2 separate regions of the Mus musculus genome follow, and region 1 is linked to region 2. The links are chromatin contacts, called in public Hi-C maps. All regions are on one chromosome and are shown on one strand. Each heading gives the region's core, a stretch centred on a gene start, on an enhancer-like site or on the middle of the called end of the contact. The rest is flanking DNA. Distances are from core to core; before and after follow the strand shown. Region 1 has its middle 140 kb from the start of Gm46016. Region 2 has its middle 5.6 kb from the start of Gm38991.

Region 1 (3,892 bases), core at 499-2,998, 240 kb before region 2:
CATCAATCCATCCATCCTTCCATCCATCTATCCATTTATTCATCTACCCACTCATCCATCAAGCTGCTCACTACTTATCCATTCATCAATCTTCTGGTCCACTCATCTACTTAATCATTCATTTATCCATCCATCCATCCATCCATCCATCCATCCATCCATCCATCCACTCACTCCCTGATATACTTGTGCATCCAGGTATGGTTACCTACTCATAATATATCCTTGAACCCACCTACTTCTTCATCCATATGCCAATTTTTTACATCTACCCTCTATCCAAATGCATACCTATTTGCCCATCCAGCCACACATTTCTCTTCTTAGTCAGCCAGCCATCTTCACCTCTATCTATTCATTTATCTGTCTACTCACATGTTCACCTGTTCATCCACCCACCTGTTCATCTATCGATCTAGTTTCCATTGATAGTGATAGCTAACTTAGGATAAGAATCTATGTTCTGGCACTATGACACTGAACAACTGTGCACAGCAGTAGTCTGTAGACTAATAAATGTCACATAAATGACAAGTTAAAACTGCAATTCAATAATTTAAGAAAATTATCTGTAGCCTTTCCGAATTAAGGCAAAGACAAGGAAAGCGACAAGATATGCTTTTTTTGAATGATCTCTTCCAATAGGTAGTATTTTGAGCTATTGGTTGAATCTTAAAAGGTAGCTTAATGCTGAGAAGAACATTCTAGACAGAAATCAGGATGAGTATAAATATCCTTAGCAGGAAGCAAATTGACCAGTGTGAGGAGCCAGGATCCCACTGTTGCTGCAATGCCCAGTAGATGAGGCCAGAGAAGAGGGCAAAGCATCTTCACAGAGGACACATGATGCTAAGGAACTTGAGTTTGGGCCTGATGTCCATGGGAAGTCACTGGAAAGGCACAAGCAAGGGTATTGGTCCCTCTTTCTTATATTTGCCATTCACATTGGCTGTTGTGTGGGTAAGGAACTCTTATGAGTAAGGAAAAAACAGGGAATGCTTGCAGGGATATACTATGGCCATTTAAATGATGGCTGAGTCTCACCACTTCAAACTAGGCAACTGTTCTGGATTTGAAGCACACGAGATTGATTATGGCTGGCCTGAAGAACTGGGACATTGGTTTATGGCCCATTCCCTTCTGATGCTAGGATGTGGAAGAGCACCATACAGCATGTGATCCTCTGCCTAAATGCATAAAATATTCAAGGGTCCCAAATCACACTCCAAGCAAAAAGTCCCCTTCAAGGTTCCCAGAGGTTCAATTCCACCTACTTTCCCTGCTTTTCATTTACCTCAAATGCTTCCAGCTGGAGCTGGAAGCTGACATGTCAACACAGTGTCTGGCCATAAACGCTTCCCAGCGACCAGGAAGCAGGCAGTCCGTTACAATCTCCACAGAACGTCTGATTCTGTCAGAGGCTTTCCCACCCCCACATGGCTGTACCATATCTGCATATAGGTTCCCACTGGCTTCAACTGAAAGCACGGTGCCCTGAGCTGCACAATCACAGGGGAGATGGTGACAAATCCCTAATTCCAGGGGGTCCTGGCATCCTCGATACACTGTCAAATCACCCTTGCATACACTTGACCTTCCAGGAATCTGCCTTGGCTAGCTAGTTCCTGATTAACAACCTTTCTGGATTTATCAACTGCTAGGACTTGCTGGCTTCCACCCAGACCCATCTGGGTAGAAGTACCCAGTGATCCTGGCATCTGGAAGCATTTGTCTTAAAAGAGCCAATTCCCTCTTGATGTTGATTATCAAGTTCAGCTTCCAGCCAACTGAGTAGATATTCTCTTCCACAGTCCATATCCACCTAACTCTGACCACAGCGTGTGTGTATGAAATGTCCCTCCTGCGGGGCTATTGTTCTGTGGGCAGCCGCTGCCTCCAGCCTGATGGGGAAGGAGGATGAGCAAACATGTCAACATCATTTGCCATGCCAACACACACACACACACACACACACACACACACACATGTGCTGTGACAGATGTGGTTATTCCTGGCAGAATGCACAACAGGTACAAACCAGGGCAAGTGCAATGCCCCAAGGGTAGGAAGCCTGGGTTAGCTCCACATGTTCCCGCTGACACAGGTTCATCTGGGCAGAGACAAGAGATACTGCTCTGAGCTGTATGAACCAAGACTTCCAAGAAGAGAGAGCCAGAGCAGCCCTCCTCAATGAGCCTAATGCAGAGACAGGATAGTAATGAGAGAGCTCATGAAGAGGAGGCTGGGCTAGGGCCTGCAGCATCAGCCTGGGCTCCATCCCCTGGGACAGAGTCCTCCCCTCCCTGTGTTCCGCTCCTCTGTTCCCACAGCTGAAGCCAGGCCTCATCAGAGTAACATTAGAATTGACTCACACAAAGTCAGGAGCCAGACCAAGATGCTGCTGACTCAGGATGGCTCCTAACAATCCCTTAGAGAGGAGGCAGTATGGCCTTGCATAATCAACCCTCAGCACAAGACTTTTTACATGCTAATATAGAGGATGGACCATGAGTACATATGTAAAGTATGAATGTATTATGCAACTTCAACAATTCCTCCTTTGCCAAGCATGTATATGTAATTCATAAATATGCATCAGAGAAACAGGATCAACTACACATTCCCTCAGCTTGATGCTTCTCCAACCCCATGACCTGGCTTTGACCATTTAGTTGGACAGGATGTTTCCAAGATAGTTGTGTTCCTGGAGTAACTTTGGACACAGTGAGCAGTCATGTGAACATGCCCAGCCAGCCTTTCCTCCATAGTGAAGCCACAAGAGAGACACAGGGACCTTCCCAGGGCACTCTGTCTCTGAGGTTCTTCACCCACGCAGTGCATTAGAGGACTGGGGTCCAGTTTAACATCCACCCTGCTGGCCTCGTGGCGCCAGCTCTGCTGATCGCCTCTCTTAAATACTAGCTTAAGAGGAAACAGAACCTTTAGTCATGGTCCTATTCTGTAGAACCCTGCTGCCTACCTCTCCAGCCCTTCCGCTCCAAGGGTAGTAGGAAGTGAGGGCTCCGTCCCAAGATCTGAAACCTCTGGGAAGTTCCTAATTTGTGACAGTTTTCTCATAAGGCCTTTTAAAAGAAGCTACGTGGCTCAACCTCGTACAGCTCCATTCCCTCCCTGCCCTGTGCTCATTAGAACTTAGCTTATTTTAGTAAATTAGTACATACTCATTGTGCAAAGTAATAGATCCGATAATGATGTCATTTGCGCATGAAGTTTACTTTGGTCATGACCCCACCACCACCTTTCCTTCCTTGCCCAGTCCTTCTTCCCAAATAGCCAGGCCCCTTTCTACAGTCATGTCCTATTTTCAACTTTAAATCTATTTTCTAACACAGGAAGAAGGCTGGCTTTGGTTTGTCTAATACTTTCTTTTTAATAATTTTTTAAATTTATCATTATTGCTCCATGCCATGGCAGAAGACAACTTCTGAGAGTCCATTCTGTCCTCTTCTATGGTGTGGTCTAGTGGCTCTGATTTAGGCTGTCAGGCTTAGTGACAGATGCCAGTACCTGCTGAGCCATCTCCCTGGTGCCCATCTTTGTCTTTCTGAGTCTGGTTTATTTTACTTAACGTGATGACATCAGGTTCCATCCATTTTGCTCCACTCTGTGATTGCATATGACTGCACACATCATGGTTGCCACTTCCCTTTTCATTCACCTGAAGGGTATTTTCTAGAGCCCCGGGGAAGCAGAAATTCCAAGTCAAAACCTGGCCCTAGGCTGGCAAAGCTAAGACGGGAGGACAGAGCTGATTCAAACAAGTTGCCACCCTCCTAAATAGCGTCAAGTGTCCTGGATGCAGAGTCTCCCTGGGGTGAGCATGAGGCAGGCTTCCTGAGTAGACTTGACCTCCGCTACTTCATCTGTGTTC
Region 2 (3,972 bases), core at 1,347-3,846:
CTTGATGTCATCTTTCCTGGGTCCTTTAATGCAAAGTGGCAGGGTATGATGGCACTATGATTACTGAGTTTACAGGAAGAAAAAGACACCAACCCAGGGACAGCCAGAAATACAAATACGTGCCCCTCCTGATACCAGCACAACTCCTGACCCCACCCTAGGATTCCCAAAGGCCGTCTGAAGCTAAGGGAAAGTAAACTCAGGTGGATTCAAAAGGAACCAGAAGATCTAGCTGCGAAGTTGCCCCCTCCGCCCACTTCTCCCGACCCCCGAATTGTTCTGGACTGCACAGGCGGGCAGGGGAAGAAGGGCTGAGAAAGTTGGAGGTCTGACAACCTCAGAAGCAATCAAGAGTGTGTCCCTGCACCCCCGGGGACCCATGGCAGCCGCTCCCATAGCATCTTTTCAACTTTCTATAACTCATCTGCATGAATTTACTTTTTTGCCTTAAGAGGTTGTTGGAATGCGTGTTAAAACACACAGAGCGATTTCATCTCCATAGCATCACTAAAGAAATATTATATTAGTATAAAGTTGCGGGGGGGGGGTGTTGGAGGAAAAAGAAAGAAAAAGAGAAAGTCAGCTCTGCAGCGAGGCAGGCGGCAAAGCGCTGCTCAAAAGCGCCACCCAAAGGCGGGAGAATGTAAATGCAAGCCAGGAACCGCGGTTGGCTTGCTTGCATTTTTTTCTTTTTTCTTTTTTCTCTTATTTCTTCTTCTTCTTTTATTTCTTTTTCAATTTCAGAATGAAAAAAATGACAGCGCCACGCAACTTGACGGAGGCTTTTGATTGAATTGACTGATTGCTCCAGCTGCACCTGCGGAAAATTGATGACAATGCTGTCTAAACCATTCATTAAGGTCTGGAACTTCGCGCAGATGAATGCGGGATTCATATATTTGCTAGACGTGTGTTGGGAATAATATGACGAAGCACTGTTTCCAAATGAACATTTCTTTAACCTAATTTTATCGAAATCATGCAACGGAATGAAAGCACGTTCATGCCTGAACTCTGTCAAAGCAACTGCAACTAGGCACTCTCTCTCTCTCTCTCTCTCTCTCTCTCTCTCTCACTCGCTCTTCTTTTTGTCTTTTCAAAACATTTAGGTGGAATCTTTTCTTTGAAATATCTCTACTGCTCTGCCTTGAATTATTTGTTATGAAAATGCTTTTATTCTATTTTATTTTAGTCATTCAAAGTGTTATTCCCCACCAAATGAAGGGAAAGTATTTGAGGCTTCTTTTCCAAGCTCCAAATTTGCTAAATTGTATACAAGTAGAAAATAGTTTTGTTTTTTTTTTTAAGAAAAAGAAAACTAATAATACCACCCTCCTCTTAGACACCTCGGGAGGAATCATTTCGCACCAACTGGCCGTGCCTTCCCTTCGTAGAGAATTAGACTGCCTGCAGGCTTGGAAGGGAAATGAAATCCTTTTAAAATATTGACTGTTCTGGTCAAAACGGTGTGAATGGTATCTATACACCTTTTATGTAAGAGCCCCGACTCACTCTTGATTTTAATGTATCAAAGCACAATCAATATTGAATGAAGCTTTCGCTGCATGTCCAGAATAAAGGGGGGTAGGGGTGGCTGTAGAGAAAGGTGGCTGAGACGGAGATAAAATGTGGCTTTTATACCTGGCTTGGCTTGCTACAACTGAGAAGACGCTGTGTTTGAATCTATCTTCCAAGCAGCTAGCCTGCTGGAGGTGTGAATTGTTAGGGAGGAGTTTAAAAAAGAGAGAGAGAGAACCTTATTCTTAAGAACCAAAAATGCTGTACAAATAGATGTTACTTCTCCAACAAGGGCTCTATGCCTAGAACTTGCCTCCTTTCCCCCCCAAAAAAAAACCCTCAAAATGAATATTTATTAACTTAAGAACCTGGCGCAGGTCTGTCCACAGATCCCGATCTGCCAAAGCGCTTCTAGCTCTCTTCCCTGGCATTTAAGAAAAAAAAAAATCTATTTTTATCCATCCTCTTGCGTTTAGGTTTTCTACCAGGAAGGTAATTTCTGATGAGGCAACTTGGATTTTTCCCCCCTTGTTTTATTCCTAAAGAAACTCTGCCAGTTCTTAAGGCAATTGCATTCACCCCAAACCTGGATGGAGAGAAACTGCAGGTGTGTGCACAAGAATAACAAGCCTGGCGTTCGCCAGGCCCCTCTTGCTGCTCTCTCGGTTATGTGCAGCAGGAAGATTCACTCCAGACAGATCTGAACAAGGCTCTTTAAGGAGATTGCGGCCAGCCGTACAGACAGAAGATGACCAAGTAAATATGAGAATCCTTCCAGGCAGAACAATCTGGGGCCGCTTTTCATTGTCATGCTTCATTTGCTAGTGAGGAAAATGGGTAAACCCAGTGGTTGGAGCTCAGAGCAGTAAGCAAACATTCTAGCATTTCCAAAAATGCCCTAACTCTCTGGCATGTCTTGAAAAAAAAAAAAAAAAAAAAAAACCTCAAGCCCCAACTCAGCCCTAGCATTTTAGAATACAACGTTTGCTTTGAAATCGGGGCCACATGTTAGGAACCAGGCCCCAGTTTGAGCTGTGGTCATTGTTATTGTTTGTCTATTATACACTGTGCATGGGACCCAGGAATTTGGGAGTGCTCTCTAAGCAAGCACTCTATCCCTGGCCTAGTCTGCAGCCCTAAAGCAAGTACCTGGTTTGTTTTAGAAGGCTCGTAAAAGCACTGATGTCAAATAACCTCTGACAGAGTAATGAGTAGCCTCTCCCTTAAGAGATGCCAGAACTTTGTCAGAGTATCTGTGTAAGCGAGTGTGGGAGAGGCAGTTGGGGTAAGATGTAAATAAAAATACATTTCCGTTAATACGGGACAAGAAAATCCAGGAGCTCTAAATGACACTGGCTGCAGAGTAACTTAGGTATCAGACCTTGAGGTGTTGGGGAACAAATGTTCGTACGGGAAGCAGAAGACAAAGCAGAGATGGTGTAGACCTGAGCTTCCAATGACATGCCCGGTCTATCTTGTGCCTGGCTCTCCCAGCTTTAGTCTCATCTCCTAGAGGCTCTGATGGGATTCAGGGGGAACACAGGGAGGGTGGCCCAAGTGTACCCCACCTCCAACTGGCCTACAATGTGCACACCAGCCTCACCTGTGTAATTATCTAAAGCCATGGTCCTTAGCAGAGAGAGAAAGAGAGAGAGAGAGAGAGAGAGAGAGAGAGAGAGAGAGAGCCTCCACCTTTCTCTTGATAGTAAGAGGGACTTCACTAAGAATCACATCACCCCATCCTGCACAGCCGTCATTTCCTCTGTTGGATTCTGAGTTCTCAGCTCTGTTCTTGGGGTACCTTTACAGCCCTAAGCCTGCCACCCAAAGCTTCTCATTCAGAGAATCTTTTCATTACCTGGTCCTGTTCATCCCCCAGGGGGGCATCAAAGCTGACCTCCTCCAAACCTTCTGTGGTCTGAATGAAGACCCTTTCACGGATTCTGCTCTAAGACAGCCTTTGTCCCCACCAATGCTCTCAATGCCCAATTAGTATTTATTTCCCCTTAAGCGCAATGAACAGACTCTGGGACTGTCATATGGATTCCAGCAGCAGTCGGGACAGCTTGGATTAGATGCTCTTCTGAAGCCACTCACACGCCACCAAACGCTTGCCAGCTGTGGCCTTCACAACAGTCCCTTCAAGTTCAGGGCACCACACGGTTCAGTCCCAGCTAAAAACCCAAGTTCAGGTACCGTGTGCTCCGGTAAGGCTGCCTCACGGTGGGTGTAGAAAGAGTAGTGTGTGCATCCCATCTCAGGTTCACCATACACAGACAGTACTCAGCCACAGGGGAGGAAATGGCTGAGAAGTGGCAAGGTCAAGGCTAGGATCTGGGCTTCCTGGATCTGCTACATCTCCTCCTCCAACTCCAGCTGTTCCTCAAGCTACCCAGTAGATATGGTACATTTTGACAGCTATGATGTTTGCAGCCCCCAACCCCTACCCCCCCA

What was found. Hi-C and Micro-C count contacts between places; a contact is called where the count stands out from the background.
Region 1: a Hi-C map of uterus shows a contact between it and region 2, with 3 times the contacts expected there. The contact joins two enhancer-like sites. A contact is called at or near these places in 1 of 39 promoter capture datasets (hippocampal neurons), 9 of 484 Hi-C or Micro-C datasets (muscle stem cells, myocytes, nephron progenitors and 2 more) and 1 of 115 datasets of contacts at active chromatin or transcription factors (fibro-adipogenic progenitors).

The regions. Positions count from the first base shown.
Region 1 is chr7:36,308,822-36,312,713 of GRCm38.p6, reverse strand. No RefSeq gene overlaps it. Among named protein-coding and RNA genes, the nearest start is that of Gm46016, 140 kb to the right of the region's middle. Within about 2 kb of position 1,748, at least 17 of the 459 cell types and tissues checked have an H3K27ac peak or open chromatin away from gene starts, as enhancers often do. A contact at or near this core is called in uterus, where this site is marked.
Region 2 is chr7:36,068,620-36,072,591 of GRCm38.p6, reverse strand. No RefSeq gene overlaps it. Among named protein-coding and RNA genes, the nearest start is that of Gm38991, 5.6 kb to the left of the region's middle. Within about 2 kb of position 2,596, at least 2 of the 459 cell types and tissues checked have an H3K27ac peak or open chromatin away from gene starts, as enhancers often do. A contact at or near this core is called in uterus, where this site is marked.